Linked DNA regions of Gossypium hirsutum: region 2 is linked to region 1. The links are chromatin contacts, called in public Hi-C maps. All regions are on one chromosome and are shown on one strand. The core of a region is the stretch at or near the end of the contact, and the rest is flanking DNA. Distances in the headings are between cores, read along the strand shown.

What was found. A called contact is a pair of places that touch in the nucleus more often than the background predicts.
Region 2: a Hi-C map of fibers shows a contact between it and region 1, with 2.1 times the contacts expected there. The contact joins the promoter of LOC107897671 here to the promoter of LOC107897670 in region 1. A contact is called at or near these places in 5 of 34 Hi-C or Micro-C datasets (anther, fibers, hypocotyl and 1 more).

What each region holds. Positions count from the first base shown.
Region 1 is chrD06:54,335,408-54,339,098 of Gossypium_hirsutum_v2.1, reverse strand. It overlaps LOC107897670 (ubiquitin-conjugating enzyme E2 34), which reads left to right and starts at 1,976. Exons shown (of 10, transcript XM_016823193.2): 1 at 1,976-2,349; 2 at 2,928-3,074; 3 at 3,533-3,587. The coding sequence starts at 3,018.
Region 2 is chrD06:54,481,578-54,485,268 of Gossypium_hirsutum_v2.1, reverse strand. LOC107897671 (proteasome subunit alpha type-5) reads right to left here and starts at 1,673. Exons shown (of 10, transcript XM_041095519.1): 1 at 1,573-1,673; 2 at 1,357-1,407; 3 at 1,190-1,271; 4 at 939-1,019; 5 at 194-307; 6 at 13-114. The coding sequence starts at 1,370.

The DNA.
Region 1 (3,691 bases), core at 727-3,226:
TTATTTGTTCAGGAACTACTGTAGAAAAAAAGCGTCCACGTGGGAGCTTTTTTCAGCAATTTTGCTGACACTGCATCCTACTTGAAGCATTTTTACACTTTTTTTCAAAACTATCTTCTCAAAATTATTTTTTCAGGAACTACTGTAGAAAAAGAGCGTCCACGTGGGAGCTTTTTTCAGTAATTTTGCTAATAGTACATCTTTCTTGAAGTGTTTTTTATACTATTTTTTCAGAACCGTCTTCTCAAAATTATTTTTTCAGGAATTATTATAGAAAAAGAGCATCCACGTGAGAGCTTTTTTCAGTAATTTTGTTGACAGTGCATCCTGCTTGAAGCATTTTTTACACTATTTTTTCAGAACCGTCTTCTTAAAATTATTTTTTTCAGGAACTACTATAGAAAAAAAGCATCCACGTGGGGGCTTTTTTTAGTAATTTTGCTGACACTGTATCCTGCTTGAAGCGTTTTTGACATTATCTTTTCAGAACCGTCTTCTCAAAATTAATTTTTCTGAAACTAGTGTAGAAAAAACACAAAACCTTAATTTTTCTCAAAAAATCTTTCTTGTCAATATAATTTTTTCTAAACCCTTAACCTAAAACCTCTTACAAAACCCCTAAAAGCCAAACACAAAAATTATTTTTAAAAAAACTAAACCCTAATTTAAATAATTTTCTTAAAAACTCTTAAACTCTAATTTAATTAATTTTTAAAAAAATCTAAATCTTGATTTATTTTTTAAAATTCTTAAACCCTAAATAAATAAGACCCTAAATTATTTTAACAAAACACTAACACTACAACCATAAAACCCTAAACCCACAAACTTTAGGCACTAAACATGCAAATAGCCCTAACCCTAGAAAAACACATGCTAAAATGCGTCCCTGAGAGATCGATTTTGTCACGTCAGCAAAGCACGTCTACGTCAGCGCGTTTTGTGCTGACACGACAAAATCGCTCTTTTAGGCTCGCGTTTTGCTGGAATTTCCCCCTAAAACGCTCCTACGTGGACGCGTTTTGGTGTTGTCGACCCATTTCAATAAATAATGAAAAAAGTGACCCATTTCCATAAATAAAGTTGGAAATGAGCCTTTATTGGTAAAATGATTTTTTTATAACATTCCTAATAATGTTTTATTAGAAGAAAATTTTCAAACAAGCTAAGAAAGTTTCCGATAACATTTCCCATTCATACTATTTGTTGGAATGGTGAAGGGTTACAGTTTATCTCATCGATCAAAATGCAAACCATCAAGATTATATCAAGCTAGCAGAGGGATCGATTGAACATATATATAATTTGAGTACAAATAATTTGTAATTAAGTTTCGAGTCATTGTGTATTGATTATGACATTATTTAGCCATGAAGTCATTCCACTAAAGTACTATGAATCGAGCTCTCCATATTATATACAATTACGAAAACTACTTATCAACTGCTTGTCCAATGACCTTATAATATATGTGTTAACTACATAGGACATCATTGATCTTTTTGGGATAAAATTTATTCTCCCAATATAATCTATTTTATCTCATGACAACCATTATATTTTTCTTCATGAAAAAGTTAATCATAACATAAAGTAATTAAATCATTTGTTCAAAACAAATGACTCGTGATTACGTTACTTTTCTATCTATCATGTAAAGTCGATGAGAATATATCATTTACCATTTATTTTGTTGTAGGTTTTATAAATTTCTACATTTATTATAATATTTTACAATTTTTAAGCTTAAATAATTAAAAATCAATTAAATCCTATAAAATAATTAAAAACCAAACTCATGTACTAACATTTTTCTACGTCAAATCAGCAATTTTCACGTCTAATTTTGACTCAATTAATTGTAATTTTCAATTAAGGTTTTTTTTAGTACTTCTTTGGTTTTTTTTTTTTTTTTTGAAAATTCTGAACTTAGTTTTTCTTTTTAAAATACAGTTGTCAAACTCTCATCCGTGCTAAAACAAATGTTATTCAAAAAGGAAACAAGCATCTGATATTACCAAATTAACCATTAATTATTTCCACATATTAGAAAATGAAATGATTTGAAGAAGGCTGATAATGTCATTTCAAGAAAGCAGCAAAAGCAAAATCCTCCGGCAAGTCGATCTCGAAGGAGAGACGATAACTGGAGAAAGGAAAGGAAAGGACGGAGCAGCGGCAGCATTAGTAGTACGCTACAGTACTATCACTTAAAGCGTAACAAACAAATCCTCAGCGTCTAAAGAATCCTCCTCTCTCGCTTTCGCTCTCTGTTAGATCTTTCCTTTCCTCTCTTTCGTCTTTCTTTTAGTTATAGTTTCAGCTTCTTTTATCTGCCTCGATCCCCAGGTAATTTCTCTCTCTTTTTAAAATTCAATTTTCGCTTTAGTTTCTTTTTTCCCCTCGATTTTGGGATATTTTTGAACTTATCGTCTTTGAATTTCAGTAATAAAAGTCCGATCTCCATTTTCATTTTGTTTAAAAAGGGTGATTCCTAGATAAGACGTTGAGTTTAAATTTAATTAATTGATCATCAAAATTTATAATTCAATCTATATCAGTCTAAACAGATTTAGCAATTTATTTGTTAATTGTTTTGCAATGATTTTGGCAATTCCTTAAGGTAATCTTTGTTTTATTATTAAATCAGCTGTTAATAAAGTAATCTAAGAAAAAAGGATGTTACTTTTGTTGAGTTATTCTCATGATTCTTGGTTACGAGTACGTAAATTTATTTTTGGAGTTTTTAGGTCTTTGATTAGTCGATAAATTCATTGGATAAGTTTTCTTTTAATCAGCTAATTTGTCTGCTTATATGGATCTTTAGGTAGAGGATTTTAGGCAAATGTTTGTGGAATTTATCGTATTGCTGTCTTGCATTTAACTGTTTGTTCTTATTTTACTCTTTCTTTTTTTTCTTGGGTCAGTGAATAATTATAATTTGAAAGTTGAAGAAACGAAACAGGGGTTGGGGTTTTATTTTCTTGTGGCCCAGACCACTTTTAGGTTTCAGAGGAATGGCGGAGAAATCGTGTGTTAAGCGCCTTCAGAAAGAATATAGAGCACTTTGTAAGGTATGGTTTTATCCTTGTATTTCATCCAGTTCCTTTTATTGTTACTCATGCTTTTTATATGAATTGGTGATGGATATGCTTAGCTGTTCTTGAATCATTAATATTATCTAGTTATCCTTTCATTTCAGTGTAGTTTTTTAGTATTTATGTATCTGTGTGGTTTATAACTCTTCTTTTGATTCAAGGAAAATTTTATGCCTATGGTACCATGTGTATGACTTGCATCAGGAGTGGACAGATTGGAATTATTGTCTGTTTTAGTAGTTTATCAGTCTACAATTCAGCATTCTGTTAAACTTACATAACCATTGACAAATAAATTTTTGGATTTCTTTTCACTCAATTCACTAATAAATTGAAAATATTAGAAAATTGATGCTAGAATAAGAAGTTGTTGGTTTTATTATAACTTAATTCTATTTTTTGATAATTTTAACAGTTATTCTATGACCTTGTAGGAACCAGTTTCTCATGTTGTTGCTCGTCCATCCCCAAATGACATTCTTGAGTGGCGTAAGTTTATTAAATCTTGTTTTCATCTTCTTTCTTTGGATAAGACTCTGTAACACTCACATGAAAACATCTTATGTAAAAGTGGGAAAATGTGTTTTCCTGTT
Region 2 (3,691 bases), core at 424-2,923, 150 kb before region 1:
ATTAAGGTGTACCATCGATTCTTCATCTCCTTCACCAAATCGAAGGGCCAGATCACAAAGAGCTTGTGTTGTGGATTCTACTGTCATTGGCTCACCATATGAGAATCTGTGGTTCTGTGTGAATGTAACAGATATCAATATAAAAGTCACATGACTTCATATCAAAGTGTAATGGCACTAGTAAGTACCATACCTGAGTCTCAACTCGTGCATGTTCAACAAGTGTACGGGCATCAGCAATCAACCCACTCATAGCACATCCTATATGCTCATCAATTTCCATAATCTTCTCAACGCTGCTGGGTTCCTGAAAGAGGATCCAGTACCTATTAGGCCTGAAAGAAATGGCAACCATCTACATTCCGTAGAATCTAATATATGTGACACATTCCATGAGCTAGACTTGTGGTAGCTTTTTACAAGGGTGCAGCTTCAAGTGCACAAGCATTTAATCAAAGTAAACAAGTGACAGGAAAAGGAACTCTAGGGGGTATGGTAGTATACTGAGAAAAAAAAAAGGAGGCGGATGCTAGTTGAATATAGTACCGAACATGGCTTAGACATTAAATCACATGGAGCTGTTAGCACAATATGGGGGCCAACAATAGAGTGGGAATACAGGAGGAATAAGCAACTGACAACTCTGATGGCACACGCTGATCTTCAATTCTAGAGTCATGAAAATCAACCAACACTCACTTGTATGTAACTGAAGAGTGAAGACTTATTTGTTAGAAGAGACTCCTCAAGACCCTAGAAGTTCACATCTTAAAAAAAAGAAGAAAAAAAAAAGGAATCCTCTAATACCACAGTTAAGCAAACAAGACAATTAAAGCAAAGCAGAAAGCCTTTTTAGTTTTTGCTCGATTGCAAACAAGTAAATCTAACTATACAAGTAACCATAATAACATTAAATGAAATAAGAGTGCAGTGCATACCAACAGTGGTGAAGTAATACGCTTCTCAACAGCCAGAACGACACCTTCTTTTGTCTTCAACCCAATTGCAGTTGAACCCAGCTGCAGTTCAATCCCCCCCCCCAAAAAAAAAGAAAAGAAAAAGAAGAAGCCATTTACATTAAAATACACCCAAAAGGGATAAATATGCTAATCTGAGAAAAAAATATTTTCCTAGAGAAAACTCTTAAGTTGGGTGATTTTCAAAGGAAATAAACAGAAAAAGGTTTTACCTTGATGGCCTCAATAGCATATTCCACCTGGAACAATCTCCCTTCCGGAGAAAATGTGTTCACTCCACGGTCATACTCAGTTCTACAAGGCCAACAACCAAACATTTAAAAGGAAAAAAAAAAAATAATTAAAGTTTAGCAGTAATAAATATGCTTTGATTTGGTACCTGGTGAGAAACATGTTTGGATCGACTTGATCTTATTAGATCTACCAAAACCTAAAATAGAAAAAAAAAAGAAAAAAAAAAGGAAAAAATAGTTTATTTCTGGGAAGTAACTTAACTCGAAAAGAATAACTGAGAGATGGTTTACTTGTGACAAAGGGAGAGATTCAGCAACGAGAAAGCTTAGCGATGCTGGTATTTTTCGTAGAAAAAAAATACCTTCGGTTCTGGCCTTTGTTTGCTCTTGCAAAGCAAAACAAGGCAGGCTGTTAAAACGTCGCCGCATCACGCCGTAGCATAGTGAATATCGACGCTTTCCTGGGCTGGGCTTCTCAAATTACTATTAAAAAGTATTTTGGGAAATAAAAAATCATTTTAAGTATTATATTATAAAGTAAAAAATATATATTTAAATGAAGTTAAAATTTATTAATATTATAATATTTAAATGATGTTGAATTAAACCATAAAATTTAGAGAAAATTTTCCATCTTAGTAGCGAATTGGTAAATTTTAAAGTTAACAATTTATAGTGAATTGAAAAAAGTAAGTAGAGGTAGGCATTTTTGGCCGAACTATTATAAATCAATTGTATGAGTTTTTTTTACCTTTTCTCCTTTATTTTAAAAAGTTTGTAAGACCCTTAAAGTTTTAAATATCTCAATTCACCCTTTTTGGTATTTTTGAGCTTAACAAATGATGATGTGATGAAATTATGAATTTGTCGTGATGTTATGCATTGTTGCTCACTTAAATTGGTTATTTTAATGCATGTTTATGCTTATCAGTCATGTACATGATTAGAATCAGGGAAAATGAGAGATTTTATCCTAATTGACCATATCAATTCAACTCATGAAACATGAGGAGTTAAGAAACTTGGTGTACAGGCTTACAAGCGAGAGTTACAATTGTACCACCCCTAACTCAACCCGTTTGTCGGGTCTAGGTAAGGAGCGTCACAAATGGATCGGATTCACCTATTCTTAATTTTTGCTGACTTAACTACTATAAAACAGACTAAAAACAAAACTAACAATAATTCTTACAACAAGACCTTAAGCCACTGAATGTTTAGTCACTCAAATTTTTGTTTCTAATCAAACTATTTGTTTACATTGAAACTCTTACAACTCTTATCAGAGGCTAACTATCCTATTACCCAGATACTGTAGATGTTATCTGGCTACTACATAACTAATCCTAAGGCGAAGCCTCCAATGGTACTCTTTCTTATGTGCATGACCTTGAATCAACAACGATCATCGATCTCTACTTTATCTAGCTTGATCTCTCCTAAAAGTCCTCAATCATCCTCGCAAGTCCTACGAACGTCAGCCACACTACTGTAAGTTCAAATAATCTTAGTGAGTTTTTTCCCTACTCGTTCAAGGCGATTGTTCTTTATCAAGGTGGCAAACTTCACTCGATCCTCCAAGCCACTCAACTCACTATAATACCTTCATCTAGTCAGACTCTCCACTCGACCGTATCCTAGATACTTCGCCATATCAGCAAAACCTATCCTTACTTCTCGTCTTTCCTCCCTTACACTTCCCCCCACATGGGGTGTTCATTGGCCTTAAACTAACTTGGTTGTACGTCGACTTCCCATTATGAACCTTTATAGTAGATTTTTCATCTTCTCGTCCAAGGATTCTTAGAACATACCTTCCTTGGTGGACTTGGTTAGACCAGTCCTTGGAGGACTCCCTCTTTCCATACCATAGTCCCAAATAACTCGTTGACATTTCCGTATTGTGCTGACTTACAACAGACCTTGCCACTTGGGCGAACCCATTCTCGTTCCACCTTACTGATAAAAATGGTAGGATTACTACCAGTAATCCACCCATAACCACGACCTCTCTTAGGGACTCACCCATCCCATAAATGAAGGTCAATCTGACTCATCAAAATAATAAGTTATCGTCCATGCGACTATACAAGCTTGCCATTCCACTTGCTTATTTCCTCCCTACTGGGCTACCATTGTTGTGGTGTACCTGCATTAGACTTTCCTCAAAGAGGAATAATCTTGATAGACATTCTATCCCTTGGACAATATTCTTATCTTGGGAGTGAAATTTCCATCATTCCTATGAGATTTGCCTCTCGCATACAACTTATTTGAGCTCTCCCTGGTGGCTCTTCATAATGGAGACTTGCTTGCGATCCTCGGATAATTTCCTCTCTTACATTTCCATAATTAGGTCAGCTCTCTCACGACCTATCTTCCTCTAATTCTTGTTGGGTTTTTGTCCATGCCTTGTCGGCTTTCACATCTATCCTTACCACTTTCATAATTTTTAGCGATTTCTAATGCTTGTCGCACTGA